3 separate regions of the Mus musculus genome follow, and regions 2 and 3 are each linked to region 1. The links are chromatin contacts, called in public HiCAR-type and promoter capture Hi-C maps. All regions are on one chromosome and are shown on one strand. The core of a region is the stretch at or near the end of the contact, and the rest is flanking DNA. Distances in the headings are between cores, read along the strand shown. Region 1 holds the start of Serpine2 (serine (or cysteine) peptidase inhibitor, clade E, member 2). Region 2 holds the start of Col4a4 (collagen, type IV, alpha 4). Region 3 holds the start of Rhbdd1 (rhomboid domain containing 1).

Evidence for each region. Promoter capture Hi-C pulls out the DNA fragments that hold promoters and counts their contacts. HiCAR-type assays count read pairs that join an accessible place to other places.
Region 2: a promoter capture Hi-C map of liver shows a contact between it and region 1, with 4 times the contacts expected there. The contact joins the promoter of Col4a4 here to the promoter of Serpine2 in region 1. A contact is called at or near these places in 2 of 39 promoter capture datasets (hippocampal neurons and liver).
Region 3: a contact with region 1 is called in a HiCAR-type map of astrocytes, with 5 times the contacts expected there. The contact joins the promoter of Rhbdd1 here to the promoter of Serpine2 in region 1. A contact is called at or near these places in 1 of 39 promoter capture datasets (hippocampal neurons) and 1 of 115 datasets of contacts at active chromatin or transcription factors (astrocytes).

The regions. Positions count from the first base shown.
Region 1 is chr1:79,855,604-79,860,714 of GRCm38.p6, forward strand. It overlaps Serpine2 (serine (or cysteine) peptidase inhibitor, clade E, member 2), which reads right to left and starts at 3,062. Exons shown (of 9, transcript NM_009255.4): 1 at 2,908-3,062.
Region 2 is chr1:82,584,299-82,589,409 of GRCm38.p6, forward strand. It overlaps Col4a4 (collagen, type IV, alpha 4), which reads right to left and starts at 2,551. Exons shown (of 48, transcript NM_007735.2): 1 at 2,321-2,551. Col4a3 (collagen, type IV, alpha 3) reads left to right here and starts at 2,623. Exons shown (of 52, transcript NM_007734.2): 1 at 2,623-3,133. The coding sequence starts at 3,047.
Region 3 is chr1:82,314,285-82,319,395 of GRCm38.p6, forward strand. It overlaps Rhbdd1 (rhomboid domain containing 1), which reads left to right and starts at 2,295. Exons shown (of 7, transcript NM_029777.3): 1 at 2,295-2,364.

The DNA.
Region 1 (5,111 bases), core at 1,812-4,311:
CCTTAGGCTCCCTGAGCAGTCTAGTCTGCTTGTGGAGATCCAAGCTAGTGAGAAACCATATCTCAACAAACCGAACCAAACCAGAGGGACAGTGTCTGAGAAAGGAATGACGCTTGCGGTTGGTCTCTGGCCTCCACATGCATACAAACACATACACACACACCTGCATACAGCAAGCAAACACAGAAAGTCAGTCTCAGACCTCCAGGCTGGTAACCAGTTGAAATATAGGAGAATGCTCTTAGCTCAGATGTCAACCTGAGACTCACTTCATCCTGATGATAAACGAACCTGGGAAACTGGTTCGGCCAAAGACTCTACAGATAGCCTAACTATCTGAGAGAGGCAGAGTATTTATTAGGAAGGAAAACCAGAGGGAAGAGAGCTATAGAAAGGCATGGAAGAGAGTACCTGGACTCTAATGAAACAGAGGCCAGCTGAGCACCCCGGAGATTGCAGAGGCCAGCTGAGCACCCAGGAGGTGGTTCATGCAGGAAATGGTAGGTTATTTTTTTGTTCTGGGGAGACTGGCAGGGGTTGAGGGCAAGGGAAACTGGGGAAGTGGGAACTAATTTAAGAAGCATGGAGCGGTCTGGTGATCACCAGGGATAAGGTAAAAATGCCAGGTCAGGGGAGGTTAGAGCAATGCAAAATTACAGCTGAAACAGACGGGTTCCTGGTGAGAAAATGCATAGAAGGTACGGGAGAGGAGGAAGGTTTCCGAGCAGAGGGAGCTGGGATTCAGGATAGAGCTGCGAACATTAGTCACTGACACTAGGAGCCTTCTCTTTCATCTTCTGCAAGTTCCCAGTTCAACTTGATTATTTCCCAGCCTTTCTATACCACAGTATTTACCAGTGCTTTCCTGTCTGTTTTTCCACCATAAGAATGATAATCTCAGGAAGACAGGAGTTGCTATATTTAGCAAAGGTGAAAAGTCCACCCTCCACGACCCCCCACCCCCCAAAAAAAAAAAAAAAACCCTGAAGACACATACAGACCTGGGGAGATAGGTAAATATGGAAATGCTTATAGGGTGGCCCAGAGGTGATGCATGGAGTAAGTCTGGTGGTCTTTATTTTCTCAGAACCATAGGTTATTAGGTCACCTGTAGAGCCTGAAGCATGGAAGGCACCAGGAAAAAAAACCTTTGTATTGAAGACTACAATGGGAGAGCCTGTTTGCAGCCTGAGGGAGGGGAGGAGCCTAGAGTTTAAAGATAATGGTTGGTGTGTGTGTGTGTGTGTGTGTGTGTGTGTGTGTGTAGCCCTGGCTGATCTGGAGCCCACTATGTAGGTCAGCATCACAGCAATCCTTCTGTTCCAGTCTCCCACACGCTGGGATTTTTGAGCATCTATATCACTACATCCAGCAGATGCCAGAGTTTTTGACATTAGAAGCACAGCACCCCCAGTTGAGGGCAAGTCTTGAACATGTCCAGAGAACAACTGAGTAAGTGGAGTGTGAAAACCACTGGACCTGACGTGGTCACAGAATCGAGAGTCCCCGCAGCAATACCACCACAAGAGGGGGAAAAGGCCAAAGTTCCAAACCCTGTGGGAGAAGAACTGGCTAGAAGAGGGCAGCAACTCTTCCATCCTAACCCATCTCTGACCACTGTCAAGTCGCCTATGTGTGAGGCCGAAAATTAGCATCCTTTAGAGATTCGGCAATTTCTGTCTTACTGTGCTAATTTGTCAAGTTCATGGGAGAAAATTTCTGCCTAGATTCTTTCAAAGAAGAAGGAACGATGACATCGGCTCATGACCTTCAGGAGTCACCCTTAGCTGAACAAAAATTTCAAACACTACTCTGAAAAAAACAGCTAAAACTCCATTGTTGACGGTTCCATTATCTGTGGCGAAGCTCTTGAGATTTTTTTTTTTTTTTTTTTTTTTTTTGCTTAAATGTTGCCAACAGGGTATAATTATTGTTTTAGAACCACAGAAAGTGTTCAAAGCACCTTCAATTTTTAAGTGTGCTTCAGATACACAAATCGGTAATGCTGACATTTCTCCCATTATCTGTATTCCCATTCAGATACAAAATCTCCAAAGTACAAGATGATCAGATCAATTGTTCTAGAACAGTTCAGAAAAGTAAACTGCCTCCTGGCTTGAAAGAGAAAAGTTAAACCTTCAAACACCTTTTTATGTTCATGCTAAATATAAGAACGTTCCCAGCAAAGTAGTCAAAGCAAGATCCAGCGGCGTTTGGAGATTTCTCTGGAGAGACACGCGGAGATTCTGTTTTGTTCATTAAAACACTAAAAATCCTCAACAGCACCTTCCCTAATACCTGAAGGTGGAGTGCTGTCTTATGTAATAGCAGCTTTCCCTCTCTGCTCATCGTGGGGGCAAATTAAATACCTAATTCCTCCGAGGATTTCTGAGTACTTTCACCTTACCTGGAGTCACTCACCGGCCTCGCAATTCCCTGGTCCACAGATGATGAAAATAAATAAGAAATCGCAAAGAGCTGCTACTGTATCCTAGGGACAAGCCTGTTGCAAAGGCCAGTGTGAACTGAAGTCCTTCCCCAAACCGCTGCCCACCTCCACACTGCACAGGCAAAGGTTACAAGTGAGAGCCGGTCGCCCGGGACAGGGACCCGCGCACGGGAAAAGTGTGGGGTCGGTGCTACCCGTGAGTGCCCAGTCGCCTCGGGTTCAGGGTCACGGTTTGCAGTCCTGCTGGACCCACCCCGAGCTCGGCGAGCGTTCCGTCAGCCTCCGGCACACCTGGACGCCCAAACCCTCGGGGACAGGGACGCGGGAGCCAGGAGCGCTCGCAGCGGGGCCCGAGGCGGTTCGAGAAAGTTCCCGCCCCAGCAACCGGTCGCGGTGCTGCCCCGGGGACAGTCCCCGGCTCCCCTCCGAGCAGCGGGAACCCCGCAGCTGCTACTCACCCGTCCTCGCTTGGATCCCCAGGTGGCGGCCGAAACCGGGAGGGAGATCGGCGCTGCGCGGCGGTGGGGGACAGGCGGCGGTGACGGTGACGCGTGCAGCCCGCACTCCCGTGCAACCACTGCACTAGCCGGCCGGGCCGCGCGGGGGCTTTATCGCCGCCGCCGCCCCCGCCCCTTCCTGCCTCCCCCGCCCCCCGGCCCGCCCCGCCCCGCCTTCCCGCCGCCGCCTTTGTGTGGCAGCCGGCCGCAACGTCTCTGCACCGCAGGGGACTTTAGGACGCCCCCCTGCCCGACCCGCGGTCGCCAGATGCCGCCCTCTCGCGGGGGTTGGGGGGTTCGGGTCCCCAGAAAGCTCCGGCCAGACGCGCCGGGCTCGAGGTGCGGCGCCAACCCCCGGTCGAGCTGCACGTGGATCGTCCGGATGAGCCTGTGGGGAGTGGAGAGGAGTGGGCGACACAGAAGCCAGTGGTGTGCCCCTGAGACGCAAGACGCGTCGTCTGGGGGTGTTGGGGGGGGGGTGACAGTGTGCAATCCTGCAGGTGATGGAAATAACGGAGCTAGGACGTGGAGGTCTAGAACAGGTCCTCCAGGTGCCCCAGAGTCAACTTATCCCTGCTTAGTGGATGAGCTGGCTGTGGGATTCCTAGGCACATGACAAGCAAGGACATGCAGAAAACTGACCCCTTGCTTGTGGTGATAGCATGAAGTACTCTCAGAGCTCCGAAGATCCAGGTGTTTTGAACCTACACCTTCAGCCCCTGAGACCTTATCAGACCCAAGGCCAGCAACAGATGGCTGTTATGTCCCATGGTCTGTTACCTGAGTGTCCCTTTCTGCATTCTTCAGTCCTCTGCTCAGGTTAGGTTTGTAGGGACTTTCATGGTAGTCTCTGTTGCCTTTGGTGCAACGCCCTCCCTATCAGGCCCCATGTTTGGCCCCAATGAAGAAAAAACAGCCGTAAATCTCTTTAGGGCTGTGAAATAAACTGCACCTAGTGCTAGAGCAACTCAGATCTCTGAGCAACCACACTGACACAGCTGTGTCCATGACAGACACTCCCCCACCCGTGTGTGTGAGTGTGTGTGTGTGTGTGTGTGTGTGACTTGAAAAACTGAGAGCAGCTTTCCAGATGAAGGCATTAGGGACTGAGGGTGTGGCTAGGTGGTAGGGTGCTTGCCTCAGATGCACAAGGCACTGGATTAGGGTGCAGTGCTACAGATAGGAGGGGAAGCAGATAAGAAACTACTAGAGCAGTGGTTCTCAACCTTCCTAATGGTGCAGCCCTTTAATAGGTATGGTTCCTCATGTTGTGGTGCGCCCCCCCCCCCCCATAGCACTATTATTTTCCTTCTTACTTCATAACTGTGACTTTGCTACTGTTATGAGTTGTCATATAAATATCAGTGTTTCCGGATGATCTCTGTGAAAAGGTCATTTGACCCCTCAAGGGGTCATGACTCACAGACTGAGAATCACTATACTAGAGAGCCAAGTTTGAAGTGTGAGTGAAGGCAGATGCACAGAGCTTGCTGGTTTCTCTGCATCTGCTTCTATCTCACCATCTTCATGCTGACACTGCTGATTGAGACAGTTGTAGGCACTCGACTGAGACCCCCATATACTTTGTCCAGTTCTTTCTCAGGGCTGACATTTTGCAAAGCGATTTCCTAATGTCACATGGACTGCGTGGTTTGTATCTCAAACACTATTTGCCGTTCCAAATGTTCAGGAAAGTCAACTGGTTTTGGGAGAAATGGACAAACAGCGAAGGATTTGAGTGTCTTGTAATGCAGGTCATGAACCCCCCCCCCCTTTTTTTCCCAGTTAGAGTATAAATAGGATTTAGTCCAGAAATTCTCAGCCTGGGGTCATGACCCCTTTGGAGGTCAATGACTCTTTCATAGGGGTCACATATCAGATATCCTGCCTATCAGATATTTACATTTTTGATTCATAACTGTTGCCAAGTTACAGTTATGGAGTAACAAGGAAAATAATTGTCTGGTTGGAGATCACCACAACCCGAGGAGCTGTATTAAAGGGTTGTGACATTCCGAAGGCTGAGAGCCACTGGTCTGGACTCTGTCAGATACACCCACCACTCGGGAGTCTTTACAATTTGCTGCTTTCGTTTACAACCTCACGACTGACCTGCCCTTCCCTCGTCTCCCCAGCAGTGTGGAAGGAATGGTTTTTTTGAGCAA
Region 2 (5,111 bases), core at 1,301-3,800, 2.7 Mb after region 1:
GTGCCAACGCTGCTGGTATTAGGAAGGCCAAGGCAGGGGTCTAGGTGCTTTGAAAGTGTGCTAATCTGGTGTTAATATGGGGCTTTGCATTGGTTCTTGTTCATTCACATTGAACTCAGAAGAGCATCCCTACACCATGCCACCACTGAGCCACCATCTCTCACCATGTCCATCTCTCTTCCCATATGCAGCTCCAGTCAGAATGCAGGGAATGGTGCTTAAATGAGCATCTTGTACAAAAGACAGATCTGAGGGATTATCGGAGTCCTACAACTCCCTGAAGCTGGCACCATGATTAGACCAATGTTATAGAAAGTAAGGGTTCACCCTGGAGAAGTTAATCCACACCAGTATGTACAACAGGATTTAGAACGGAGGGGTAATTCAGATGCCAGGCTCCTGAGCATCTGTTTCCTCCCTCCTGTGCAACATCTCATTTTCTTCTGCCGCTGCATCAGAAATATAAGGCAGGTGACTGCCCTTCCCTTCCAATGCTCATAATCTCAGTCTTTTCTTCCATCAAAACTCCAGGGCTCTGTGCTGAGGATACAGCTCAATGAGTAAATGCCTGCTGTGGAGGTGAGGACCTGAGTTCCCATCCCAGGATGCATGAAGAACCAGATGTGTGCAACGATCAACCCAGCACTCCTAAAGCAAGACAGGAGGTATAGGCTGAAGAATCCCTGGAAGCTCACACGTCAGGGGAGCAAGGGGCCCAAACAGGGTGGAAACAGAAGACCAACTCTATCACACACACACACACACACACACACACACACACACACACCACTCTGTGGCTCTTGCTCACCCACATAAGGATAAGCACACACATGAACATGCACACACAAATACATCATACATAGAGAGGAGAGGAAGAAACTACCAGGCCTTGAGAAAAGCCATTTAAAATTTAAATTTTCTATAATCCTGCAAAGGGGAGAAACATCTGATATCAAGTCTAAGATCTTGATTTTTCTTTTTAAGAAGCAGTATCAATTTATAAAAGGCAATCATATGCCTCTCAGGTCTCTTGGACATCAGAGTAGTGGCATCCTACACCACGAGGATGACAGAAATTCCCCCAAGAACTTTCCTAAAGCCACTATGTGACTGATTACATTTATGATCTGGGCACAAACTCTACAATGTCCCTAAATCTTAATAAAGATTTTAATTAATGTCCTCTTGTTATTTTACTAAAGAGACCCTAACTCAGTACAGCTAACCAAAATGACTGTGGTGGGAGTGTAATGTATGAGAAGAAATAAAATAAAATAAAGTAGTGACCACAAAGCACGTTTGCACAAAGAACTTGCAAGAGGTTCTACCATGCACCATTAAGTTTGTCCTCTAGATGTCTGATACAAGTGGTTTGGAATTCATTGGGCTCTGGAACTTTTAGATATTCCTCTGGAGACTCTAATGAATAGCCATGGTTGTATGTCATGGAAGATGCCCCTTTCACTCTACAATCTGAGGGTGGTGGGGCAAGGAGAGGGAACTAGGATGGCCAGTGAACTTGTACAAGAAAACGGAGACAAGTAAATGTTCGATGCTTCTTCATGGAAGCTGGGCCCTTTCTTCAGTGATGAGCGTCAGCTAACAGGCCACCGAAGTGCTGGTGGCTGAATTTCCACCCACTAATACGTTCATGACATTCGGATGGTTATCATAAGACCTTGTTCGCAGTTACCACTGTGATGATATTATGGTTGTTTTATGGGTGCCTTAAAGAGCTAGCAAAGCCATGTAATTATAACCCTCCGTGCCTGTTACTACCTCTCTTCTTTAGCACTGCGATGATAGTATCTAAGCAAAACTGTGATTTTACTGTAGCCTGTGCATTTGAAATGATACACTCCATTCAGTGTGGTCTGCCGCACGAGATAGTGTAAGAGCCCTGCAACAATGTACCCTACCAAGCCAGAAGTGACATTTGCATCCAAGGCCCTCCCAGGCAGGGACACCCTGGACCAGAGTTGGCTCTCATTTTCTCCTCCGTTTCCGCAGATAAGGTTTAGCCTGAAAAGCAGTTCAACTCAGAGAATAGGATGAGCTTTCTCTTTCCCCTCATCTGCCTCTTGCTCTTGGCATTTTGGAATGCCCAGACTGCCAGGACAGTAACTTGAGCTTCCAAATTAATCAAAACACATAGTGCCCAGTTCAAGCCCTGGCAGAGAAGCCCGGGAGCCAAGTAAGCTCTCCTCTGCTGACCCCAAGGCCACAACTTCCCCAGCCACCACCCCTTAGATGCTAAAATGCTTTTGGTCCCAGGCAGGTGCCCTGACGCTGGGGCGGTGCCTGTCTGAGGGCGGCTTACCTGGGGAGCAACCGGGCAAAGAAGGAACAGCAGGGTAGCAGGCAGACCAGACAGGCTCCTCGAGGTTATGGCTGGAGGGAATCCACCCGTGACCGTGACCGTGTTCCTCTCCCCAGCCTGTCCAGCCTCAGGTCTGCGTGCTGGCTGCGAGTTGAAGGCCGGCAGCCGATGGGCAGTCCCTAGAGCTGCCAGCAAACTTGGCCTCCGGAGTTGCAGACTCCCGCGCGCCTCCCGCTTAATCTGGGCAGGGCTGCTGGCCACTCCCCCCACCCTGTGCAGCCACCTCCCTACCGCACACCCCTAAATTCCTCACGTTGACCTGCACCCGCTAGGCACCGAAGTCCCAGGATCTCAGGGACATCACATCTTTCACTCTGACCCCTGGAGCTGCGCCCACCTGCCTGCTCTGCGGGCGCCCAACCTTTTCTCACTTCCTGGGCAAGATGCCCGGTTGAAGGGACAGTGCCTGGCGAACTGGGAGGGAGAGGGGACGAGGGCGGAACCTCAGCCACTTCTCCCCTCCCTTAGAGTCACAATCAAAAGCTTGGGTGAGGACAAACAGACCTCAGTGGGTCGAGCCCTTACAAAACTCGCCCCAGTGGGCCAGCAAGGCGAGCGTCACTGCGGGGCCTCTCCAATCTGTGTCCCGCCGGGGACATGGACGCCTGAGAACCCGTGGGTCCGGTAGGTCACAGAACACAGAAAACACCGGGACTCGGGACCGTCATGCACTCCAAGACTGCTCCAAGGTTCCTGGTGTTCCTGCTGCTTACCCTGCTGCTACTCCTGGCTGCCTCTCCTGTGGCTAGCAAGGTGAGTGCCTGAAAGGTTGTGCAGATCCCACCGCAGCAGAGCTATGCCTGTCTCCTGTGAGACAAGCCAGTGCCACTCACTAGGGTTCTGTCTTTGAGTCACTATCTGGAGGGTTGCTCAGCTGCGGGCTCCTCCTGAGTCCCAGGATGGGCTAGCAGCACACAACTCTGAGGAACAGGTGGAATGTGCTGCGCTGGAAGAAGTGGAGAGCCAGTTAGTGGTCCAAGACCCCAGGAGTCCCAGATAGAGGAACAAAAGCTTACAGAGAACAGAAAATGGATAGCAATAATTAGGTTACAGACAGGCAGATGATGATATGGATGGACCTAAGATAACTGATGATAATAAATATAATGTAAGTGATATAAGGTATATGATGATGATAAGCAAAAAGGCAGAGGTAAGAGGTATATAGATAATAGATGGATGATCAGATAGATGAGTTTGGTAGTAGATGGATGGATGGATGGATGGATGGATGGATAGAGAGGTAGGTAGGTAGAGATAGATAGATAGATAGATAGATAGATAGATAGATAGATAGATAGATAGATAGATAGATGAAAATAATGACCAAGGTTCTGAAGGTGTAATGTCAGGATGGTGAATGAATGAAGTGCACCAGCCTGGGAGGAAATTCCTCCTTGGAGTCTCAGCTCTGCTCCTTCCAGACCTCACCTTAACTCTGACTTCACTGGGGCTCAGTGTTTCTTTGGACTCTCTGGACACAAAAGCCATCACGGTTAAAAAAAAAAATCAAGACACAGAACTTACATTAGGATGAATTAAGCAATTTTGTGATGATTTTGGTTTTTATTTGGAATTTGGGTCACCCTGTGCTCACTTGAATCTACTCCATAATGCTTGGTTTTTTGCCACTAAAGATAAAAATCTCCTTGAAACTACGAGGAGCCTAGAAGGAGCTGGCTAGGTTTCAGTTTGTGAATCAGAAATTTAACTTTTCAGATGCTTGATGCTGTTTGTTGACTTGGGTGTGGTCTTGGGTATGGTGAGCTTCATCTCCAATGATGATGAGCAGGTGTCTCCGTCTTACAGGACCGAGGCTGTGACTGGAGATTAGTGTTCCCTTATGTGTCACCGGGGAACACTTTAAGGACCTATGGCTGCATTTACTCTGCTTGTTTCCATTGCACTTCCCTCTTAAGGGAAGCATTACAGGATCACAGCTAGGCTAACACTCCTCTGCATCCCATCCCTCTAGATTTCCCATTTCCCACAAATCACCCAGGCCCAGCTTTTTGTGGTGTTTCTTTCCATTTCTATGCACTTAGATCCACAACTACGGACCCACAGCAATATAGAGTTGTATTTTTAGCAGAACTATATTCAGATTAAATGTCTCCTTTGGCAACTTCCAGGCCTGTCTGCATCTGTGGTTAAGATCTCCCTCTTTCATCTCTTCACTTTCCTGCACAGCTTTCAATGAGAGCTAAAGTTAATTGATCTGGTCACCCACCGTTTCAGTCATGTGCTGGTGTCTTAGTGTCTTCGCCTTTATACTCCAAAACATTTTGCAACCTATATAAAGTGGCTCTCAAAAGACAATAGTTTTCAGGGTTAGTGAGATGGCTCAGTGTATGAAAACTAACAATATGAACTCAATTCCTAAATTGATTAAGAGAACCAGCTCCTGAAAGTTGCGTCTTTTGCCTGCCTATATTCACACAATACATGAAGAGTGAGTGAGTGAATGACTGAATGAAAAGGACTGACTGACCTAGGTGACTAAATACTGCTGGACAGGATGGCTACAACTCATGCAAACTGATGTGGATTCTCTAACAGCTTTATCAGAAACCAGTAAGTCATGTTATACAAAGGCCTAAGAACGTTCCAGAACAGTAATCATCATCATCATCATCATCTTTCCAGACTTAGAAGAAAAGCAATGAGGTTATGAAGGGACCTGGGACTCTCAGAAGAATCAAGGGGTGAGCTGGAGCTGGAGATGGTTCAG
Region 3 (5,111 bases), core at 1,045-3,544, 2.5 Mb after region 1:
GCGGGTGTGTGTGTGTGTGTGTGTGTGTGTGTGTGTAGTCTACTATTAAGTGTTGATAATCTTATCACGACACTTGGCCCAATTTTGCCCTGTTATAGTTCTCATAGCCGAATCATCTAATTTGAAAGCTGTTCCATAAGAAGGATGATAGACAATCTCTAATCAACGTAACCCATCTTTTGAAACAGTTTGAGTGTAATATATTTGATTCATTAGAAGCTGTGAGAGATAACAACAAACTCCTCCTTTACAGGATAATCCAGTTTTTTGGTACACTGTGTTGTTGTCTGGCATCTTTTCTCCTTCAGGGTGGATTCTGGAAGGTGGGAATGTCTATCTGCCTTTCTGCTAGTTTCCACCCAGTTATGAAATGTTCAAAGGAGGTAACCAAACCCCCAGTTTCAACACAGGCACCATATTTTATGAACATTAATTTGAGTCAAATGGCTAAGAATTGTTGCTTGTCCCTCAAGGGTTAGATACAATTTAAAACTGCACACCATAAATATATTTCATATACTAAATGGAATATGCATAATAATATCTTAGCTGACAAGTAAAATACTTTTGAGAACTTAAAAATTATAATTTTTACAAGGTAATGTAACAATGACTTGCTTTTCTACAAAAACGTTAGAGGACTTAGTCTGGCTTTGAGTCTTTAGTAATTTTAAGCTTTGTTTACATGTAAGAATTCTGACTGTCCCTCTATTAAAGTTTAGGCTAGGAAATTATTACCCAGATAATGGGAACTCCTGATATTCTTGCATCTATTTTCCAAGTGGAGAGATTACAGGTGTTTGCCCCTATGTCTGGTGAGGTCATTAAAAAAATGGTTTTTCTCTGTCCTCTTATATGCCAATGAAACATTTTACTCATATTTAAAATAGGATTAAAATGTTTTTTTTCTTTACTTTTTATGATTCAGGATGTCATATAGACTAAGCTGGTCTTGAAGTTATATAGCTGAGGCTGTCCTTGAACTCCCAATCTTCCTGTCTCTACCTTCAAACTGTGGGGTCATTAGTGTTCACCATCACAGCCTGCTCCCCAAGAACATTCCTAAGCCCTGTCTATTTACAATTGCATTTTTTTTGAGATTACTGATTTGAGACTTGATTTGCGGCTCTTTTAAAGTCACTTCTGCACTTAAAAACAAGATAATAACAAAAACAGTGTAAGTATAGAAAGGGGTAGACTGACAGAGAATATAAAGCAAGAGTATATTAATGGAATGGATGCATAGAATTGGTGGGAAGAACAAATAGAGACCTCTCCTTTTGAGAAATTGCATTCATGTTTTCTTCCTAAGGAGATATATTTCTACATGCAATTTAGTTCCCCCTACTCACTTGGGTTCCATTTCCAGGAATGCAGTTTCGCAATGTCAGTCTTGGACTTACATACCCCCCCACTTTTTTTTATACCTGAAAGGGGTTAAATTATAAGAATTCATTCTTGAATTTGCTAAGAATTTTGTCACTTGAAATTCTCATCTATATCTCCTAATAGTGTGGGAAATTTTCATTCAAATTCCAACTACAAGGGAAAATTTTTTAGGAGAATTTCTTCTGTTATACAATAGAAGATTAACTTTTGGGGGACTGGGAAGTTTTTAATATGCTAACTAGACGTGGCTACTAAGCCTTTTGGTAAATATACCTGCACCCAATTCATGCCTTGAAAAGGTGGAGCTCTCCTCTAATTACTAGAAAAATAATTACACCAAACATCGTTTTCTTGTAGGACACAAATGCAGCATTGCCTTTAGAAGAAGCTGCCCATGAAACTGGTTCCACGTTAGAAGGAGAAAATTGCATCAAACGACCTAAGTCACAAAAACCTTTTCTCACGAGCCCTTAAAGCAGTAAACAGGCTAAGCAGTGTGGCCTCGTGTTTGTGCTTGGGGAATGAAATGTACACCGTGGCCCTGTTTCGCCGGCCTACTTTCTGGGATAAGCAGCTCTCCTGAGGCCCATTGGGAACAGCTACTGTCTCCACCGTCCACTTGGTAGACTACACTGCACCGGGAAGAAACTTTGGCCTTGAGGGAGCTGGCCATAGGCGACTCATGCGCTGTGCGCGTGGTAAGTGATTATTAGTTAGTTATGGCTGTAAAAGCACACCGACACCCTTGTTGCTAAGGGTTGAATAGGATGAGCGCTACGCATTAGCTAGAGGAAGCCGAAAAGGCAGTACGAAGCACGGAGCATGCGCAGACTGCCGCTCCTTTCCCTAGGCCGCCGGAAGTGGAGCCTGCGGAATCGGCGTCCGTGCCGGAAGTTGAGTCTCCGGATTCGGCGTCCAGACGTAGTGACGCACGAGCGCGGGAGTACGTGAGGACGCAAGCGGGTCTTAGAGAGAGTGAGTTTCCGCGTCTCTTCAGCTGAGTGTATGGCATCGCTTTTGTGCGGCGTGTGTTGCGGCTTCCCGGGACCACGGATGGCGGGGCCGGGGCTGAGATCCGGGCCGCTGCGGGCCGGGCGGAAGCGCTGCTATGGGGCCAGCCAGGGTCCGCTGGGCGGAAGTGCTGCTTAGGGACCGGGCGGAGGAGCCGGCCCGCCGGGTCCGGGTCTTCTTCTCCCCTCCGGCCGGCCGGGATGGGGTCGCAGGGGCAGTCGCACCGGTACCGCTTCCCTGGCTCATGGAGATCTAGGCTGCCCGGATAGGCTTTTGCGAGGTTCCTCCGACTTCAGGAAGTTTGAGGCGAAGTTGCATCAGCTTGCACAGAGCTTGCAGTGGCAGGTGGTTGGGGGGGCGGCCACTTCTGTCTCAAACACACAGACCCATCCTAACCTCTGTAAGGCTGTCTGTACCACAGAATAGAGGACAGACATACACCCGAGGGACTTCACCTCTTCTCTTTTCACACATGCCTTTCCGTTTTTCCAAAACAGGCATTATTTAAAACAACAACAACAACAATAACAACTGTAATATCTAATTATTGCACGGTTAAGATTCAGTTGTCAGACTCATTTATAAAAGTCCCTTTCAGTAGCTTCATGACACCAGGTTTTCTTTGGGGGGGGGGGCATGGTGCCAGGTTTTTTGTTTTTTTTTTTTTTTCCCCCTCTACTTTTCATCCCAACGTCCTAACCTCATTTACCTTCTTCCTGCTTCTATTACTGATTCTGCTTCGGATCTTCTAGTGTTCTGGTACATTCCAGGAGAGCAAGTGCTCCTGCCTTGGTCCTGGGTTTGCTCTCCATCAACAGCATCTTCTGAGGGAATTGTTGGCAGTACAGATTTTAGTGTCATACCCCTTTGAGCAAGCCTTTCGGTCCATTCTAGCACTTCCGGGTACTGAGTTCGACGAATAACAGCGTAAAAAGTACTCACTCGTTATGGAATTTTATACATAATGAGGTTAGAGTAAGGTGAGGTATTTTCTAGATCTGGAATCTTGACCGAATCATTTAACTGTGACTTCATAGTACTAAGTGTTGACATGTGAAAACAAGTGGGTAGCAATAACCCATACAAAACACTCCAAGAGAAGTTACTAGACCTGCATGAAGAAAGCGCACAGGTCGTGGAGGAAGGACGAGGTGTAGGGTTAGAGAGCAGTTGGAGTGCATGATTTTATGACTGCTGCAAAGACTTTTATCCCAACTACTTATGAATAGTAAAAATTTAGATACAGGATAGTTATGGATGTCTCACACCTGTAACAGCAATGCTCAGGAGGCTGAGGCAAGAGATATCCTAAGTTTGGAGTCCAGTCAGAGCTACATCATGAGACCCTATGCAAACAGCCACATCAAGCGAGAAAGTTACAGCAGTCCGTTATGCCACTAATTTTATTTACATTGTGGTATTTTAGAAAATGAACTATTAGAAATTGTGCCAAGGTGGTTTAAAGGTCTTTGCCCTTCTTGTTTCTTCAACTTAGTTATACCTAAGTTTGTCCTGTAGTTTGGTAAAGGCCAGACCAGAGTTACAAAGAAGCATACAGTGGTGGCTAGCACCCCGCCACCAAAAGCTGTTTCTGTCCTTAGCTTTTGTCCCTATATATGGTATGGCTCCATCTTAGCAAAGAAGGGCTCATGTCCATTGGGGACGGTCACAGTTAAGTGGACAGGCTCCCAACGGGATGATTTTTATTTTATTTCTCCAAATTACTACATGGAACATTTTCTAAGAACTATTCCTTTCTCCAACGGTTCACCTAGAGGAAGAAATAATCATTTGGGGTCTGAAGCTACTGTTCTTGAGTCTAGGCTCATTACAGTGTTAAAAAGGGTCAGTGACTAGTGGTGGCCTGTGTAACACATAGCTTTGACTAAAGAGCACTGGTGCCAAGGCCATGCTGAGACTCCAGAATATTATGGGCAATAAATTGTCATGTAAATATATCACTTGTGATACCTGTTTCTATCCATAATAGTTAACCTTACCACCAAAGTGATACTGTCCCATCATGAAGCGATTGTTTTTCAGAGACTCCTAATGTTTTATTATTTTCTGTGTAAGATAGATAGATAGCTGTGGTTCTGGGTCAGGCAAGCCCTGCTTGAATTCCTCCCTCTGTGTATTGATTATGCCCCATAGACAGATTAGCTTCCTTCCAGTTTTAATTTCTCCTGTAAAGTAGAAGCTACCTAAGTTAAATGAGATGCTGTGTTAACTGTTACTACTACATTATATGTTAGGTAATGTCTCTTTTTGAAAGGGGAAGATATAATGTTTAACATTTAATTCTGACTGCCCTGTTAATTTCCATCTTTTGTTGTTGTTGTTTTTTGTTTTGTTTTTTTTCTTTTTTTGGTTCTTTTTCGAGACAGGGTTTCTCTGAGTAGCCTTGGCTGTCCCTGCCTCTCAAGTGCTGGGATTAAAGGCATGCTCCCCCACGCCCGGCTAATTTCCATCTTTTATGTACTAGGTTGTTTTATGACGTGTTCACTGCTTTTTAAGCGATGGAGATGCTGAACCAAAGCTTTCCTAATCTGTGAGGAAAAAGCAAACACTGGAGAAAATTACAGCTCAGCGTGCCAGAAGAACACTAGTTCTCTCATAATCAGTGATTTCTAGACGTTGTTTTTATAGTTTCCAAATTAGAGATAATTAACTTCAAACTATCTTTGATTGTCCTATGGCCAATTTCATTT